4 separate regions of the Mus musculus genome follow, and regions 2, 3 and 4 are each linked to region 1. The links are chromatin contacts, called in public HiChIP or PLAC-seq and promoter capture Hi-C maps. All regions are on one chromosome and are shown on one strand. The core of a region is the stretch at or near the end of the contact, and the rest is flanking DNA. Distances in the headings are between cores, read along the strand shown. Region 1 holds the start of Cyp4v3 (cytochrome P450, family 4, subfamily v, polypeptide 3). Region 2 holds the start of Wwc2 (WW, C2 and coiled-coil domain containing 2). Region 3 holds the start of Cdkn2aip (CDKN2A interacting protein). Region 4 holds the start of Ing2 (inhibitor of growth family, member 2).

Region 1 (2,625 bases), core at 43-2,542:
TTAAAAATAAAATGAGATGCAACTATATTAAAACCTATATTAAAGAAGATTTAAAATTGATGGTCAGCCCGTAAAACAACTATTAATAGTTAATCTGAAGAAAAGGTAGGATCTGGTGTAGGTTCTTTTAAAATGTGCCATCTGGAAGTCTCTTCTCAGTTCTGGATGTCCAGGCTTACACAGCCATGAAGATTAAGTGTTAAGACTGAATACACTATCTCTAACAGGGAACCACAGATACCACTATTTTTAAGAACTTTCTGACTTTAGGTATTTTTCTAAAGCAAAAGAACAAAATTTTTTTGCATAAAACATTTCTTTAAAATTATTTCAGGTTTAAAAAACACCACCAACAACAATAACGACAAAAACCTCTCCAATAAGTAAGATTTTTGAACCTAGCCATATAAATTTACTTCAAGGCCCTTGGCAGTAGAGTCTGCTGAAGTGGCCTTGAAAGACTTCCTCAGAAGGATTGATCTACAAAGGCCAAGAGGATTTTAACTGCATATCAATCAATTAATTTTACTTGGAAAGACTGTAACCTGTTCTATACACACATGCTATATACACATATGTATGTTTGCTATGCTCGTTATAGGATGGGAGGCACAAAGCAATTTGGCAGGCACTAGAGTGGAAATGGGTATGGGGAGAATTAGGAACTTACTCCCTGGAGGGTAAGGGTGAGTTGGAGGGGTGGGGGTGTGGAGGTTGGAAGATTTCTTCTTTCTCCTAGCAGGTCTGAGGGATGTGAAGACCTCAATTGTGGCAAGAAAAAGTTGGGAGGGAGTGGGAGCAGTCCATTAAATAGGTGTCTCTGACTGACGAGGCGCCTAACAGCCTTAGTTAGAGTAGTAGACGGAGTAGACACTTCCTTGTACATACACATACCTGCGTTGTTGGGCTTCATATAAAGCGCGTGTCCCACCAAGGGGTAGGCGCGGGCCACCGACGGGATTGACCGCATCTGCTGCCATTTCCGCGCGTAGCTTACCAGCATCGGAAAGATGCTGATCAGGATAGTGGCGCCGGCCAGGGAGACCGCGCTCGCTGCGCCCCAAAGCAATAGTTTCTGCCCACTGAGCCCTAACCACAGCCACAACATCTCTCTGATTCCCCTCTTCCCTCTGGATTGCCAGTGAGAAGGTGGCGACCAGTCGCTGCCGGGTGCAGAGGAGGGAGGGACAAATTCGGGAACTCCAAGCTCCCGGCTCAGGGCTCAGGAAAAAGAACCCCCGGGGCACACCAGGTCCTCTCAGATCTTCCAGCTCTGGAGCTGGGAAAATCTGTAGCGTCTGCACCACGCCCTGGGGACAAACTTTCCGAGGGGGCGGGGAAAGCTCCCGCAGGTTTGTTGTGATGCCCTGCACGAGTCTGCGTACTACGCGCCAGCCACTGGGGTTCAAGGCGAAAGCGAAAGACCGGAACAACTTCTGAGCTCTGAAGTTCAGAATGCACGTGAAAGCTCACGGTGTGGAAAGATGAGGATGGCGGAGGAAGTCGAATTTAGGGTAGCTTCGGGATGGAGAAGAAACTAGAAATTCGCATCGCCAGTTCCGGACACCCTAGGGCCGGCTAATGTGGGCTGTTAAGAATTTTGCAACTCCCTTGCTTTGTGGAAGGATTACAGATCTCATAAGCAGTCTGTTTTAAAAAATTCAAATGAAGAGTCCTCGGTGTCGAAAGGCAGTTTTTGGAATTCTAAATTCAACTAGCCCTTGCGCAAACCTGCATCAGTTGCTGCCCTAGGGCAGGGCCGGTTGCCCAGGGGCACCGGACACACTCTGGCCCCTGCTTCAGGGTCCGGCACAGCAACCGCCTTCCCATGACCTAGAAGTTTAGGGAAGCCACGTATCCAGTGAGTGTCAGCTGACAGACTGAATCACCAGAACTAAAGGAGAACACAGTCTAGCACTTCCCTAAACATTCTCTGATCAAGGAAAGCCAGAACTAGAGAGAACAAGGGTGGGGATGGAGGGGCTCAGAAGTGGGTGGAAGAAGGCATGCTATGAGGAGGGTTGGCAACAGTAATGGGGCACAGTCAAAGTGAAGCTAAAATGCCAAGCCTGCAGAAAGGGAAAGGCCAGAAAGAAGAAGCTAGCAAAGTTATTTACTAGCTACCCATGGAGGTCTCCAGCCTGAACAGGAGTCCCTGTTCTACACCCCATTGTCCTTACCAAAGGGCAGGATGAGAAGTGCCCTTGCCTACTGCACACTGGGGAGAGTGCCAAGAAAGTTGAAATCCACAGATGCCCTGGATTCTCATTTTCTTGAGAATGTTATTTTCATACAGAGACTGCATGGTGTGCCCACAAACACCCGTGTGGCCTCTGGGACCTGAAGAAAGCACATCTAGGGCTTTCCTCAGTTGAATTTTTAAAAACGTATTACATTCTTTTTAAACTGTATGCAAGCATGGAGATCAGAGGACAACAACCCACCATGTGGTTTTGGAGGCTCAAACGCAAGTGGTCAAGTTTGGTGTCAAGCTCTTTGGCCAGCTGAGCCATGTTGCCCACCCCTGCAGTTACTTTTTACAAAAGAGCCATCTGGTGTGTACTGTCAGGAAAAGAAGTTCATAAAACATTAAGTGAAAGAGCAAAAGAAAACAAATGACGAAGC
Region 2 (2,625 bases), core at 90-2,589, 2.7 Mb after region 1:
ACCAATGTTCAGCTCCTGAACTTCTTAGATCTCTTGTTTGCTTCATTCAGCTCTCCAGGTAAGAACAAAATGCTTATATCGCTGTGCAAAAACTAGGCTAAGCTTCAAGTCTGGGCTACCCACAGCTGTGGTCAAGGTTCCCTTCCAGTCTCCGTGCCACTTCACAAGGAAAATCTGACCAGGTTTCCAGGTGAGGAACCACGGTTAGAAGCAAAACTCCAAAACAGTGGTTTGTTTTTTTAATCTTAGGGGCAAAGCTACGAAGGTCGAGCCAGGAGTGGGACCCTCTCTCCACGTTCAGACCCTAGGACATGGTTCGGGGTGCGCCCTAGGAAAAGCTTGCAGTCAGTGCCCAGGAGCTAGGTATGTAAGGCAGGAGAGATGCCACAGGTGGCCCAGATGACTAGTAATTCACCATCACTTAGGCCTCCGGGAGGCCCCGAGCTCAGCGTGCCTCAGAGGTCGAAAGGTGCCCTCTCCCTCCATCTGACCAACTTTAAACAGCACACAGGAGGTCTAGAGAGGGGTCAAGTACCCACACACACACACCCTGAGCCGGCTAACTGGACTCAGGGTGCCAACCCAGGGCACCAATCCGGCCCTTCCCTTGGGACAGGGAGTGTCTACAAGTCCCCGAGGGGTGTGGGGAAGGCAGTGGGCAATGGGGCCCAAGAAGGGGCGCCTGGCGGGCAGATACAGCCGCGCCTAGGCCGACCGTCCCGCGCCTACCCCGGAGCCCCTCGGGGGGTGCAGGGCCGGCGACGCCCCACGCCCCCGGCGCCCTCCAGGTCTCCCAGACAACAGCCACCGCAGCACTTCCCGAGGCGGGTCCCCGCACCCGGCCGGGGCCCGGCCACCCACCTGTCCCGGGGGTCGATCCAGCTGGTCCTCCTGGTGTTGTGGTCGATGTAGAAAACCTTGCCGTCGTAGTCCCTGGCCTCCTCCCAGCCCCGGGGTAGCGGCAGCTGCCCGCTCCCGGCCCTCCTAGGCATGGTCGGCGGCCTCGCCGGCGAGCGGCGCCTCCATAGGGACCGGGCGCGGGGCGCGGCGGGAACGCGGGTGCCGGCGAGGGGCGTGCGGGGCGAGGGGCACGGCGAGCTACGCGCGGGGAAGCCTCGGGGATCCCTGCTCTCAGCCCTGCCGGAGATCAGTCCACCATGTCTGCGTCGGAACAGACGAGCGAGCCCTCCTCCTCCTCCTTGCCGCCGCTGCCTCCGCCTCTTCCTCCTCCTCCCCGTCCCCCTGTGGCCGCCGAGGGTCGCGGCGCCCAGGCTGCCCCGGCCGACGCCGTCTGGGCTCGGATCCGGGAAGCTCCGCGGAGCAACGGCCCGGCGGCGACTGGCCTGCTCATTTGCATGCGATTAGCATGCGCTCCGCCCCCGGCCCGCCCCGCGCCCGCCTCATCTGCATGCACATTCCTCGCCGCCACATTCCTGAGCTTAACCCTGCAGCTGCCGGGGCGGCCGCGGCGGGACGCGGGGCTGAGCCCGGGCGGGGGAGGGGAGCGACGAGGCCAGGTGGGAGGCGGTAGGGCGGAGGAATGCACAGCTCGCTCCCTCCTCTGCAGCCCGAGATGTCCCCTCTCCGCCAGACCCTTTGGGGATTTAGAGGGCTTTCTGGATGGAAAAAGAAGCCAAAGAAAAAAAAGTCTGCAACCTTCTCAACCTCTTTCCGTCTTCTAGGGAAACCACAAGACTTTCGAGAGGAAAGGGTGGGGAATGCTGTCCTGGGAAGAAGTCCCAACAAACAGTAAGGGCACAGAACGCCCCCACCCCCCCCACCCCCCCCCCCCCACGCCGCGCCCCGTGCCTTGGCTGTTCCCGGCGGTGGGGAAGTGTGCAAAAAGCGCTGGGAGTGTGTCCGGGGCGTGTCCGGGGCCGCGGCGCCCCCGAGCCTTCTGCTCAGTCTGGCCCTCGGTGACCTCACCAGGGCCTCGCGGGCCTAAGGGAGCAAAGTAAAGGCGGGTCCCTATCCATGAGAGCTGCGACATGTCCGCCCCAGTGGCCCACGGGGCAACTCCGGCCTGATCCTTAGAAGCGACAGGGCCACCCCGCCACTGTCGCCGCCAGTCAGCCCCGCGCGGGCCCTAGGGGTCCGAATCACCGGTGCTGCCCCGCCGGGTCAGGGGGCTGCACTGGCGGGGTCAGGGCCCTGTGCATCTGGCGTCCCCTTCTGGGTTTAAATCCAAGGGACATGGCTGCGTCCACTATCCAGTCCCTTCCTTCCAACTCTCTGTCCCGGGAAGTTCTCCACCCCAGTCCCGGACCGGGGGTGGGGGGTGGGGTGGCAGAAGGGGTTAATAATCACTCGGAAGGGGGCCAAGGCGGGAGTCAGTGGCCACACTTTGCTTGATCAAGGGTCCATCTGGTATGAGGTGTAGATCTCTCACAAACATTTATTTATTTAGCTATTAAGTGCTGATCGGCCCTGGGTAGGAGCCGGATGTCAGACTCCTAAGACGACAAAGCCTTGGCAGAGTCAAGACACTAAGCTTGCAGTGTCCCTTGTCCTCAGTCTGAGAAATAGCCTTTCGTCCTCAACCTTTACAGCCTGCTGTGCATTGCCAACCTTGTCAATATTCTCCCAGGCCTCTAAGCAGATGCTTTTGAAATGGCAGATTTTAGG
Region 3 (2,625 bases), core at 78-2,577, 2.4 Mb after region 1:
ATGTTAAAACAGTATCAATTAATATGATTAGTTTTTAATATTAAATTAACAGCATCAGACATTGGACTTGAAAATCTAAAAGTTAATCAAATTCAGCACCAAAACAGACAGACAGACTCAGACAGACACACATACACACACAGTGTAGCTTTAACATTTTAACTAGATTAATACAGCATACACATTCTGGATTGTTAAAAAAAATTAGTAATGACAGCGATTCCTAATTTTATAAAGCATATTTTCTAAACTCCTATGTATGTTCACATCTATGATCTGCTAACCATTGCTACTTGATATCCCTCTTTTCTTCACCTTGGCAACCAGTTCGTCTCGTGTGGTATGGATTGGAGCATCTGTCACTTTGATGCCTTCAGCCATACTAAGAATTTTATCCATAACTTTTTGAGGGTACCTGAAAAAGAAGCAAAAGTCGCTCTCAAGAAGTGGTTTGTTTTTGTTGTTGTTATGCTTTATTTTTTTTTTTCCGAAAGTACTGGCAGCGTGAGGAATGCAGGAGTGCGCAGACTGCATTTCCTGGTCGTGATCAAAGTGTACGAACCGCGCGACAATCGAAGATGGCCCAGACGAATGCCCTAAGGGCTCGGGAGGCGGGTCTGTGCCAGGGAACCTTTAAACTCGGGGTCTCCCGGGCAGATACTGTCAGCTAAGCACCAACAACTCCATCTGCCGGGCGCATACCACCCGGACGCCCGGCAACTGTGAGGTCGGGGACAGCCCCGGACGCCCTTCCTGCTCTCCCTCCGAGGACCCACAGTGTCACACCGATTCCCGCGCTTCCCAAGCGGCCCTCCCCAGCGTCGCCGGTCCCCGCGAAAGCGCTCCCCGGCCAGCGGCAGGGGGCGTGGAGCAAAGCCCGGAAGGCTGGCTGGAGAGCGACGCTCCCTCCACTCACCGGCACCCTAGGAAGACATGGTTCGCCCAGGCCATGGAGAAGGAGACCAGCTGCTGGAGCTGCCGAGTGCGGGCTCCGCTCTCCGCGTCCGCAGTCTCGTCGGTGGCGGGGACCAGGTCCCCGGCATTGCGAAGCAGAAACTCCCGGCGGTGGCGCCAGTGTTTGTCCGTCTCGCCCTCGCAGCGCAGCGTCTCCACCCAGGCGGCTACCCGCGGGTTTTGGCTCAGGTACTCGGACACCTCCTGCGCCATGTTGGGGACCCTGCGGGACGGGGAGAGCGCAAGCGCACGGAGCCCCGGGGGCGAAGCGGCCCTGTGTCAGCGCGGCCTGCACCGGCGGCCCTCCCGAGAACGCCCCTCCAGGAGCCCAAACCCCAAACAACAGAACAAGGCGCCGACGAACCGCCCACTTCCGCCGGCCACCGCCTCGCTCCCTTTTATAACCTCGCCGCCGCCGCTGCCGCCGCGCGCACACGCGACCTTCCGGCGCGAGCGCGTCCTCCCAGGATGCTTTGCAGCGCCCAGTCGCCAGCGACTCGCTCGGCGGTCGCGCCGGCGGAGGCGGGGCCGAGGCGACTTCAGCGGCCAGCGGCCCTCCCCGCCCTCGGCGCCTAGGGGCGGCCGCTGGGGCGTTCCGCCGGCGCTTTGTGACGCCGCGCTCCGGGGGGCCGGGAGAGGGGGGCGGTGGGACAAAGCGGGCGGAGCGCGGAGACCTGGAGGCGTCCGAGTTGCCGCCCCGCCCCTCCTGCGCGTTCCGCCCTCGGACGCTCGCGGTCGCACGCGGCCAAAATAAACAAAAGCTGGCTTCCGCGCCTGCGCCCTGCCGCGAAAGCCGCTGAACCCTTGGGCCCGAGGCTCGGAAGGTCTCCGGGCGTTTGGGGACCTGCGGATGCCTTGTGGGATGGGGACAATAAAAGTACCGAGCACGGTTGTAACTTAACGACGAGCACAAGCGGCTCCTCCAGTTGGATCTAACCGGCTCTTTGAAACCAGGCCTTTGCGCTTGCGCCCCACGATCTGGCTGGGTTTCCGCGGTTTCTTAAGTTCCTGGTTCAACCCGCTTCCTCTCCCTTAACGCTTTTGGTCCCCGAACTATAAATGACCCCGTGCCAACTGGTTTTAACTGTTAATCCCGGTTGGACCAAAATGGAAATGTATCTGCTTATCTCGTCCTGGCCTCAGTCCTCAAGAGCAACTGCTTCTGCATTTGTTTTGTTTTGTTTTATGAGTTCGATTTTTTGCTTGCATGTGTGTCTGTGCTACATGTGTGGGCCTGGTGCCCTTGGAGGCAAGAGAGCAATGGCTCTCCTGGAGTTGAGTTGACCCAGGATTTTGAGCGCCCTGTGGGTGCTGGGAATTGAACCCAGCGCCCTGTGGGTGCTGGAGGTCTTCTCTAAGATCTCGTACTACTGAGCCATCTCTCCAACCCATGGATTTTTTTTTCTGGCGTGTTTATTAACATTTCCAAGTCTAGGTATGTGTCAATAAATCAAAGGATCAATGTAATAATATGAGATAGTGATAAATTATGTAATTGAATTTTCCCTCAATAGATTTTTGCGTTTTGTTGTGAAAATGCTTAAATCAGAATAATCACGCAAAAATTCAGTCATTTGGTTACTAAACTTGATAGCCATGGGCCTGTGCCCCAACACTGTTCAGCTCCAATAAGGCAATTAGAAGGGACACGTTAGTAGTGGAAAGCAGGAA
Region 4 (2,625 bases), core at 57-2,556, 2.3 Mb after region 1:
CACAACACACACACCCCTTCTCCGTCTCGCCCTGCGGGGGAACCCCTCCCCCTTTAACCATTTGGCAGTAGCCGAAGAAGGGCTGAGTGAGACACCGGGCGGCCCGGAACTTTCCCCGGGGCGAGAGGGAAGCACAGACCGTCCCAGTCCCGCGCCACGCCGGGAGCTGGAGGGGGGTGGGGGTGGGGGGAGAGGCATCTCCCGAGTCCACCTCCGCCGTCCTCTCGCCCCCTCCCCCCCATACGTTCCAATGCATCTGCTCGCAGACGGAGGGAGCCCCAGCAGGCAAGGGGCTAAGCAGGCCCAGCACCCCGGTCCAGCCCCGCAACCCTGCTCGTTGCACACTCTCCAGCCCCGGGCAGGACAGTGTGCGGCACCCAACCGGCAGGCACCGGAACAAATGCTCGCTTAAAAATGGCTGATTCCCGTCCGCGGCAGCTGCAGCCAGCCGCCGGAGCTGCAACGGGGGCTGACGGACGGGCGGTCCTCGGAAGTCCTCGTCAGCCGCAGCCGGGACAGGGAGGGCCGCGAGTGTGCTGTGCCGTCCCCCCACCCAGACACACACACACACACACACAACCGCTTCCCGGCCCCACACACCAGATCGCTCGGTGCACTCGGCGCACACTGTCACCCGAAAGAAGGGAAAGTACCTTGGTATTTGTTGTCCAGCTCCCGCAGCACCGACACGTTCCTCTGCATGTCGTGGGGCAGCGACTCCACACACTCCAGGTAGTCCTGCACGTAGCAGGAGAGCAGCCGGCTCCGCTCTCCGGTCAGGAGCGCGGCCGACGAGTACAGCTGCTGCTGCTGCTGCTGCCCTAACATCCTGCCGCCGCCACCACCACCACCGCCGCCGCCGCCGCTGCTGCTGCTCCTCGCCGCCGCCGCCGCCGCCGCCTCCGCATCCAGCAGCCACACATGCAACAGCCACGACCGCCGCTCCTCCGCTCGGCAGCCCGGCGCCGCGGGGACACGGCCGCCGCTCGAGAGGGCACCGCCGAGTCCCCCGATCTCCACTCCCCCAAGAAGAAGCCCTTACTCCCCGCCCCCGCGGTAACAAGCCCAGGGGCGGGGCGAGACCGGGGCTCCCTCCGGCCCCCTCCCTCTCTAGGAGAGCGAGCAGCGGGGTTCCCCGCGGCCGATGGCGCCGGGGCTCCCAGGCAGCGACGCTGGCTGTCCCCCCCGGGGACTCCCCAGACACTACCGGGGCTGCCCGGTCGCCCGGATCCCCGTGACAAGCCCCTCGCTACCCTCTCGCCTCTCTATCAGCCTCCGTGCCTGTCGGAGTCTCACAGGACTAGTCCCCGCCCCTTGGCCAGCGACCGCATCTGCGCCTGCGCAGCACTCACTCCTAATAAGGCTGGGGCCCCGCCCCTATCGTCCTACCGAAGAGTTCGCATTCTCCCGCCTTCCCTGCGCCACCCGGGCGATTGGTCTGTCAGCTCTCGCCTGGGGGCGGGGGGAGGGTGCGGAGGCCGGCCAAACGGCAGGCCGCGCCCCGCCCCCTCTTAAAGGGACCGCATGGCTGAGCCTGCCCCCTTCGACCGAAGTCCTGACGGTTGCCCCCGAGAGGCCGGGCGACCGCTCTCTTCGTTTCTGTTCCCCTACAGGGATAGGAAGCGCCGGCTCGGCTCGCTCGGCCCCGAGTTACCGACCTTGCCTCCATCTGGCGGATCCAGCGCCTCCCTCGCGAGCCTCCAAGACAGCAGCGAGCGGCCCCTGGGCGCCGCTGGCCGAGTGAGGCCTGAGGGGGAACTAAGGCGACCCAGGGTGCAGCGGGCGCGGCTCCGGGCATGCGCGGCGACTTCCCGCCGAGCGCCCCGCGGCCACGGTCCCGGAGCACCGGGGCGGACCGCGGAGGTAGGCGGTGCGCCCTCTGCCCTTTTAAATGCGGACTCCCCGCCTTGCGTGCGGCCCCTCCACCCCCCAGCGCCGGGGTGGCTCTCAGGGTCTGCTCCCCCTCCTCGCGCTTAAGAGTTTGGTTTAGGGAGGTGGCAAGGCTGCACGCCGCCCCGGTCCCCAGTCCCAAACCATCTTAAGGAAACTGTTGTCAGATGTCGAATCGCCTAGGCATCACCCGCCAGCGAGGACACACAGTCCTCACTGTCTTTTCACTCGGCTTCACCACTAGCCAGCAGGGGATCAGTGCAGATGGGATTAGAAATCGGATCAACCACCGAGTGCGGTGCTTTCCGTGTGAGGGATTATCCGCCTTACTCCCCCAGTACCATCAGTGAAATGCCGGTAGGAGGAGCTCACTGTAATTACGGATAGACTTCCGGAATGTATATAAATATGTGAGCTGTTTTGGTTTTGGTTCTCCCCCCCCCCCCCAACCGAAATAGGTATAAGAAAGAGTAGTCGCTTAATTCAGATGAGATGCCCAATGGGAGCGGCGTCTTTGAATGAGAAGAGAGAAAACGCCAGAGTGCTAAGTTTGGGTGCTCTTGCCCGGTTTGCAGCGCTATACCTGTTGCCCGGCCTGTTCAGCACACTTTCATACAGTGGGGTATATTAAGCAGCTGTTGGGATGCCAAGGGAAACCTAGGTCCTGGTCTAGATGAAAATTTGGATTTCGACAAAACACAACGCGGAATTCGGCGTCCTGAGGACAAGGGCTAT

The links. HiChIP or PLAC-seq counts read pairs in DNA pulled down with a chosen protein or histone mark. Capture Hi-C pulls out chosen DNA fragments and counts their contacts.
Region 2: a contact with region 1 is called in a promoter capture Hi-C map of adipose tissue, with 7 times the contacts expected there. The contact joins the promoter of Wwc2 here to the promoter of Cyp4v3 in region 1. A contact is called at or near these places in 1 of 39 promoter capture datasets (liver), 1 of 115 datasets of contacts at active chromatin or transcription factors (bone marrow-derived dendritic cells) and 1 of 9 other capture datasets (adipose tissue).
Region 3: an H3K27ac HiChIP or PLAC-seq map of bone marrow-derived dendritic cells shows a contact between it and region 1, with 21 times the contacts expected there. The contact joins the promoter of Cdkn2aip here to the promoter of Cyp4v3 in region 1. A contact is called at or near these places in 1 of 484 Hi-C or Micro-C datasets (LSK cells), 1 of 115 datasets of contacts at active chromatin or transcription factors (bone marrow-derived dendritic cells) and 1 of 9 other capture datasets (liver).
Region 4: a promoter capture Hi-C map of liver shows a contact between it and region 1, with 4 times the contacts expected there. The contact joins the promoter of Ing2 here to the promoter of Cyp4v3 in region 1. A contact is called at or near these places in 2 of 39 promoter capture datasets (the 3T3-L1 cell line and liver), 1 of 115 datasets of contacts at active chromatin or transcription factors (bone marrow-derived dendritic cells) and 2 of 9 other capture datasets (adipose tissue and liver).

The regions. Positions count from the first base shown.
Region 1 is chr8:45,331,871-45,334,495 of GRCm38.p6, forward strand. Cyp4v3 (cytochrome P450, family 4, subfamily v, polypeptide 3) reads right to left here and starts at 1,293. Exons shown (of 11, transcript NM_133969.3): 1 at 895-1,293. The coding sequence starts at 1,108. The region is part of intron 3 of Gm30504 (a long non-coding RNA gene); the gene reads left to right.
Region 2 is chr8:47,989,205-47,991,829 of GRCm38.p6, forward strand. Wwc2 (WW, C2 and coiled-coil domain containing 2) reads right to left here and starts at 1,340. Exons shown (of 23, transcript NM_133791.5): 1 at 862-1,340. The coding sequence starts at 992.
Region 3 is chr8:47,712,604-47,715,228 of GRCm38.p6, forward strand. It overlaps Cdkn2aip (CDKN2A interacting protein), which reads right to left and starts at 1,328. Exons shown (of 3, transcript NM_172407.3): 1 at 917-1,328; 2 at 285-415. The coding sequence starts at 1,167.
Region 4 is chr8:47,673,853-47,676,477 of GRCm38.p6, forward strand. Ing2 (inhibitor of growth family, member 2) reads right to left here and starts at 1,307. Exons shown (of 2, transcript NM_023503.3): 1 at 654-1,307. The coding sequence starts at 828. AA386476 (expressed sequence AA386476) reads left to right here and starts at 1,539. Exons shown (of 1, transcript NR_166692.1): 1 at 1,539-2,625.